2 separate regions of the Rattus norvegicus genome follow, and region 2 is linked to region 1. A link is a contact called in public Hi-C data. All regions are on one chromosome and are shown on one strand. The core of a region is the stretch at or near the end of the contact, and the rest is flanking DNA. Distances in the headings are between cores, read along the strand shown.

Region 1 (3,514 bases), core at 664-3,163:
CTCATATCACCCACACAGAGACACACAAATTCACACATACATAATTTAAAATAATAAAAACAATTCTTTTTTTTTTAAATACCACTTGATGATTGCAATGCCGTTCATATTTGGCTTAAGAACATGTTAGACCGCAGGACTCAGGAAAGTAAAAAGGGATCATTGTCGAGATGGCGATGGAGTCAAGGAGCAGGTAAGAGGGAAATGACAAGGTATGAATCTGAAGGGGGAATTGTGGGAAAAACAGGGCCCTCTGAGTAAGGAGGAGAAAAATGTAGAAGTGGAGACATGAGGATAAAATCATAAGATGTCTGGGAAAGCCACAAAGAAGCACACCATTAACTAACTACCTAAAAATTGATATAATACGTGTATAAATATATTCATATAGATCCAGTAAAACTTTTCCACCTAGGCTGACAATGCTGCTTCCAGGAGACAAAGACCAGCTAACAAAAACCTCTCCACCAGGCATGAGAAGTCCTCTTTCAGTCCTGTGCAGCTAAGAGACCTTTGAACCACAACAATGACCAGAGGCACAACAACCCTAAGGGTGAAGTAGTGACGCGTATGTTGGCAGAAACCAACAGCTCTCTAATTGATCTATATAATCTATATGGTCTATATGATCTGATCAACAAGAGGGAAATCATGCCTACTACTGGAAACCTAGCCAACTACCAAGGAGAAGCCATGTATCTTAGAGGAGAGCCTACAACCACCACTTAACTAAACCAGCATAATTCCTAACTGCATGCTAAGTGTGTGTTCTTAGACTCCCAGATAAGTGTAGTCCTCATCCCTTACCAAAACCAAAACAAACCCCTTCTCTTTGTAACAAATGGAGACCATTAAAGAAAGCCACAACCAATCATACATAGAGTTGTGGAGCCCAGTTCCATCAGGTACATCTAGAGTACAACTGCACATAAAGCTCAGGGACTATTGCAGAGGAGGGAAGGGCTGTGAAAGGCAGAGGATCAGGGAGTTCGTTATGAGGTGATGTCTCTCAGGAATGTCAGGAGCTACACTCATACATATCTATCTCACGGCTTTCCTACACAAGATCTAGACATGGATAACACCAATAGACATGCTAACATGGTCGGTGGAAAGCTCACGAGACCTCAACCCTATACAGTGAACTACAGGAAACTAAAGACTACTGAGAGCAGAAGAAATATACTTTCTCAAGGAAGAGCACACCACTTGGCTACCTAACACCAAACAGTCAAATCTGAAACCAAATACATACAAGTAACATACAGACTAAGGAGAATAAATTTAATGTATTTTGGAATGTGTGTGTGAGAGACACACGTGGATGTAACAACAATTAATGAAAAAAAAGAGGGCATGAATTTGAAAGTGAGCAAAGAAGGCATATGGAAACATTTGAAGGGAGGAAAGGGAAGGAGAGAAATGATTTAATTATCTCAAAGAAATTTATGAAGTATTTTTTAAAAGATTTATTTATTTATGTATAAGCACACTGTTGCTGTCTTCAGACACACCAGAAGAGGGCATCAGATCTCATTACAGATGGTTGTGAGCCACCATGTGGCTGCTGGGATTTGAACTCGGGACCTCTGGAAGAGCAGCCAGTGCTCTTAACCACTGAGCCATCTCTCCAGCCCACATGAAGTATTTTTTTAAAGGAATATGTTAGCCAAAGCAACTCCATCTTATAAAACCTCCTCCATTTTGGTTGGATTGTGATAATTCCCATAGCTATAGTAGTTTGGTTTCCAGAAAGAAAGAACTTTGTTTTTCTAGATTGTACCCTTCCCTATGTACTTCAAGTTGTGTCAAGCCAGGAAAAAATGTTTATTAATCAACTGACATTCTTTAGCTGACCAGTCACTGGACAACTGGTAGTCTGGTCAGGGTTCTCTAAAGGAACGGAACTGATAGAATGAAATGTATATGTACGATTAAAGGGGGGTGCGTGTTGAAGTGATTTACAGCCTATGGCTTAGGAATTTCAACAAAGGATGTTTACCAAAAGAAAGGCTAAGAATCCAGTGGGCCCACAAGATGAAATATCTTAGCAGTCCCAATCTGGTGCTGGAGTCCCCAGGGGTCCTAGAGAGCTGCTGGTCTTTGAGATTTGTTGGAATCCTGAAGAAGAAGGTTCTCATTCAGTGAAGGAATGCCTCAGCAATAGATTAGATAAGCTTACCAGCAAGAGTGGGAACAAGCAGGCAAAAGGCCAAAGTTTCCTTCTCCTTTCCTTATGTGGGCTGCCTCCAGAAGGTGTCAGCCAGATTTAGGGTGGGCCTTTCTGCCTCAAATGACCCAATCAAGAAAATCTCTCACAGATGTGCCTAGCTCTTTGGATTTTAGTTGATTCCAGATGTAGTTAAGCTGACAACCAAGATGAGCCGGCGTAGGACCCAGAACAGAAACATTAATGCCATGCTGCTGCCTGTATGTTTATACCCCTTTTAAGAAATCTCTAACCCAGATATCAACCTGCCTCAGTGTCCCCTTGAACTCCCAACCCAAAACTTTTCAGAATAAACTACCACTTATTCCCATTGAGGCGAGAGCTATGTTTTGCACTGATGTACACAAGCTTATACAACAACCTTTCAAGAAGAAAGAGACTTCCCTGTCAGAAGACAGCCTCTGGGAGCCTCCTCTGAGAGGTGGAGGAACATGCACCTTACACAGGGGTCTCCTACTTCCATGTGTCATGCGTGTGGTCCCATTGACGAAGACCCGACCGCCCCCCTTCTTTAACGGCTTGCCCTCAGTACTTAGGCAAATGCTGGCAGGTGTTCCAGATGGGTGGCTATGAGTGATGGAGCTGTGACTACCACTGACAGCGAGTCGCAAAACTCAAAGGAACTTTTCTGCACCTCTGCCTCTTGAGTCCTTCTGCCAAGGGCAAAGAGGAGAGCCATTAGCTTGGTCAAACTTCTCTTCTGACCAGCCTTATCGGTATGCTGATGGTATTCTGCCTTTTCACCTCAGTAGCTCTCTTTGAGTTAGCTGGTTGCTGTGACTCTGAGATGTCCCTCTACCAACAGCGGAATGAACCTGACAGGACCTCTGTACTCAGCAAACCTGAAAACGTCCCCACCTGTACGCTTACCCGCTGTTGACCTCTTTCTCGTTTTCCCTTGGTATAACCGCCCTTGAAACTTAATTCCAAACAGATCTCAGGACACAGGCATGCACACACACACACGCGCGCGCGCGCGCGGGCCCTCGCACTCGGGGGGCACAGATAGAACTGCATGACTGACCCCTGGAAAGGTGCACCATCTAACCGACCTTCATTCATCCTTACTTATTACCCCTGTTGTGGTGCGAGCAAGAATAAAGATTTGGACTTGCAAGTACAAGAACCTGATTTTTGACTCCCAGAGACGCAAAATGGGACAAAATAATGGGGTGTGGTGTTACAGTGTTATAGCCTTGTAATCCCAGTTTGGGATGGGGGATAGTCAGGTGGAACCCCAGTGCTCACCGACAGGCTAGCCTAGTCTGCTTGTCAAGTTCCAGG
Region 2 (3,649 bases), core at 833-3,332, 83 kb after region 1:
CACCTTTTGCCCTGGTTCTAGGATATTATGTAGCGTGTTTAGTGCCATGTGCCCATCTGACCATAGTGGTTACTTCTTCAGTTATCTGCAAAACATGTTGAGAGAGAGAGAGAGAGAGAGAGAGAGAGAGAGAGAGAGAGAGAGAGAGAGAGAGATTGTCCTGTGAGAGGTGCCCACCATAGTTTTTGAGACAGTGTCTTACACTGACCTGCTACCATACACACTGGAGAGATCTGCCTGTCTCTTCCTCCCCAGTCCTGGGATTTCAAACACATGCAAGCATGTCTAGGGTCTTAAACCTGGGTTGGGAGTACCGAACCCAGGTCCCTACTCATGCATGGCAAGCACTTTACCAGCTGAGCTATTGGCCCAGTTTCTTCTGTTCCTGACTGGGTGGATTTAGAGTGGGTCTGAATTCTCTACTGTTTTCCCAGTTTGGGAGGGTTTTCTCATTTGCTCTTGTTTTTAAGTCTTGGATGGGGGAGGGGTGCTCTGGCGCCCTAGTGCTATCCCCTCCCCCTCTCTCCACTTTTTAACCCACCCCTTAGCAGGACAGGCTCCGGGTACTTGATGTGGGCACCTCAGCCTTGTCTTGCAGCAGGAGTGCCTCCCAGAGGCCACTCTGGCTTGAATCCAAGCACCCGAGCCCCTCCCAGCTGCCCTAGGGTATGGAGTTCTGGACAGATCTTTTCACTCCCCACCTCCAGTTGCTCCCGTGTCCTAAGTATAGCTAAGGGCCCAGTACAACACGGACAGGGCCGTCCAGATGCCATAGCCTCCAACTTTCATGCTTGGGCCCAGCAGGCACTCCACTGCAGGCAGAGCACCAATCAAGGCTGCAGGTCCTGCTGCCAACCTTAAAAAAAAACAAAACAAAACCACGAAGGTCGGAATTCTAATTTTTTTTCTAATGTCGGTTTAATTTTTTCAACTATTTTTTTGGAGCATGACCAGGATCAAAACAATGCACACTGGGGAAAAGGGACAACATAAAGCTGGTCCTCGGGCCTCTGCACACATTCTGGTTTATCTTTACTGAGGTCTTTGAGTCATTGTCCCAGTGCTGCCAGTGGAATGGTGATATCTACATAAGAGCTGGATCCATGCCCTCAACGTCTCTCTTCCTTCCCCACCCTTATTCGCAGCCCCAAAATGTGGTCCCTACTCCCAGCGCTCTCGAACTTGGAACTTTGGATCCTTCAGTGTGAAGGTCAAAGCCTCCGTATTCCCGTGGAAGAGAGCGCGGGTGACACAAACTACCACGACAGAGAAGGTGAAAAAACTCGGGCTCCCAAATCCAAGACCAATGCCCAAAAGAGTCACCCACTCCTGGGCTCGGGACAACCCAGACGCCACCCGCAGGCCTGCGAGTTGGAACCAATCCCCTTTGCGTAACGATCCGCGTTGACAGTGTGAGAGACACGCGACCCGGCGCTGGACACTGGCCTGTGCCTGGGCCTCCTCCAGCCCCTCCCCTCCCCCAGGGCTCTCCAGAGGCGGAGCGGAGGATCAGAGCGGGCGGCGACAGCAAGAGGCGCCGCGAGGGCGGGCCGGGGGCGGGGCGGGGCGGAGCCGCGACGGACTGCGGAGACGCGGCGGCGCACGGGGCGGTGCAGAGCGTTCTCGGCGCTGAGCTTTGCGGGCGGGTGCGGGCGCGCGCGGCTGCGGGGCGCTGTGGCGGGGGCCGGGCCGTACGCTAGCCGAGCCGGGGATCGGGGCGGGAAGCAGCCACGGCGCCGCCGAGGCCCGGGGCCCGGGACGCTGCGCATAGCCTGGGCGCCGAGTAGCCCGGCCGGGCCGGAGCGCGGGCGGCGGTGGCGGTGGCGGCGGCGGTGGCGGAGCAGCTGCGCCCCCCGCCCTCCCAGGCCCGGCGCCCGGGCTGCTGGCGATGGTGACACATGCGGCGGCGGCGCGCCGGCGGCAGGACCATGGTTGAGCGCGCCAGCAAGTTCGTGCTGGTGGTGGCGGGCTCGGCGTGCTTCATGCTCATCCTCTACCAGTACGCGGGCCCGGGGCTGAGTCTGGGCGCGCCCGGTGGCCGCGCGCCCCCCGACGACCTGGATCTCTTCCCCACGCCGGACCCACATTACGAGAAAAAGTACTACTTCCCGGTGCGCGAGCTGGAGCGCTCGCTGCGCTTCGACATGAAGGGCGACGACGTGATAGTCTTCCTGCATATCCAGAAGACCGGCGGCACCACCTTCGGCCGCCACCTAGTGCAGAACGTGCGCCTCGAGGTGCCCTGCGACTGTCGCCCGGGCCAGAAGAAGTGCACCTGCTATCGGCCCAATCGCCGCGAGACCTGGCTCTTCTCTCGCTTCTCCACCGGCTGGAGCTGCGGGCTGCACGCTGACTGGACCGAACTCACCAACTGTGTTCCCGGTGTGCTAGACCGCCGCGACCCAGCAGGTCTGCGTTCGCCCAGGTGAGTGTCCGCTGCGGGCGAGTGTGATGGGGGGGGTGCCCTAAACCCCGGACCAGATCTGCCCTCTTTGCTCTCTTGGGGCCCCTTCCGATCTGCCGGATCCCAGGATCCCCGTCTCATCTGTCCCTGCAGCTGCCACTCCTGACCTCTGATCTCTCTTTTCACCCTCTGTTCTGTACCTCTCCTCATCACTGGCCTGTCTGCGCAGTGCCCAGACTTCCTCCTGGGTCACTGCCGGCCGCTCTCTGTCCACCCCATCTGCGGTGCACTGCCGGCTAGCCTGAGAGAGAAACCTCGGGGACTAAAGGTCCAGGCTTGGCTCTAGAGGCAGAAAAACAGGTGTGTCTCTGTGCGTCTGTAGCCCGTACCTGTCTAGAACTAAAAGTGGAGCAAGGGAGATGAGGATCCTCTTCCTCTGCACCTGTGGTATCCCCAGGCCCTCCAGTGCTTGCCAGTCTGGGGAGGAGCTGCCAGGAAAGGGGTGGGCTCTGCCTGCCGGTGTGTGCAGGTAGAACAAAGGCCCGTGTGACCCGGGCTGAAGACGGAGAGAAGGCAGCACTACCTGGCCTCCCCAACTACTGAAGTGGAACAAAAGCTTCCAGTTGGGGACTGCCTTCCGCAGAAATCTATCCACCGGTCAGATTAGGGATAGCTGAGACAGTCAAAGCTACTTGTGCAACCAAGAACCTTCCAGCAAGGCCCGTCATGTTCCTTGTCTGGGGCATGTGGGCGAGGGCCAGCCCCTCCGAAAGCACTTTGTAAAGTTGAGATTGTAGCCCTGTTTCTGTTGGTGCCCTCTGGTCCTCCGGGGATTTTCTCCCCCCTACCCCGCCCCGCCCCACCCCACCCTAGGAATTAGGGCTTCTTGTCTGCCTTTGTTTCTCTCCCATGTTTCCTGTAGGACTGAATTTACAGATGAGCTAGGAAGTGGGCGTGGGCAAGTCTTGACTGAAGTCGCTATTTTCTTTGGTACTTTTGGGGCAGGAAGGTGCTGGCTCTTCGGTGGGGTTGGGACCCTTCAGAGTCCAACCAGCCTGGAGCTGCTTGCCCTACAGTCCTGAGGGTTTATTTCACAAACTGTCAGGACACTAGGACGCTAGAGTTGGGTGATAGACATACACATTGCACCCACCCCTAGCAGTTCTCAGTCTCAAAGGAGGTATTCTGTCCGCGGCCCTAATCTAGACCCAGAGTCTCCTTTCCAGGCCCTTGAAACTGCTTCCT

The links. A called contact is a pair of places that touch in the nucleus more often than the background predicts.
Region 2: a Hi-C map of the A7r5 cell line shows a contact between it and region 1, with 2.1 times the contacts expected there. The contact joins the promoter of Hs6st1 here to the enhancer-like site in region 1. A contact is called at or near these places in 3 of 12 Hi-C or Micro-C datasets (the A7r5 cell line, kidney and liver).

What each region holds. Positions count from the first base shown.
Region 1 is chr9:45,694,633-45,698,146 of GRCr8, forward strand. No RefSeq gene overlaps it. Among named protein-coding and RNA genes, the nearest start is that of Hs6st1, 83 kb to the right of the region's middle. Within about 2 kb of position 1,914, at least 2 of the 93 cell types and tissues checked have an H3K27ac peak or open chromatin away from gene starts, as enhancers often do. A contact at or near this core is called in the A7r5 cell line, where this site is marked.
Region 2 is chr9:45,777,320-45,780,968 of GRCr8, forward strand. It overlaps Hs6st1 (heparan sulfate 6-O-sulfotransferase 1), which reads left to right and starts at 2,083. Exons shown (of 2, transcript NM_001108210.1): 1 at 2,083-2,425. The coding sequence starts at 2,145.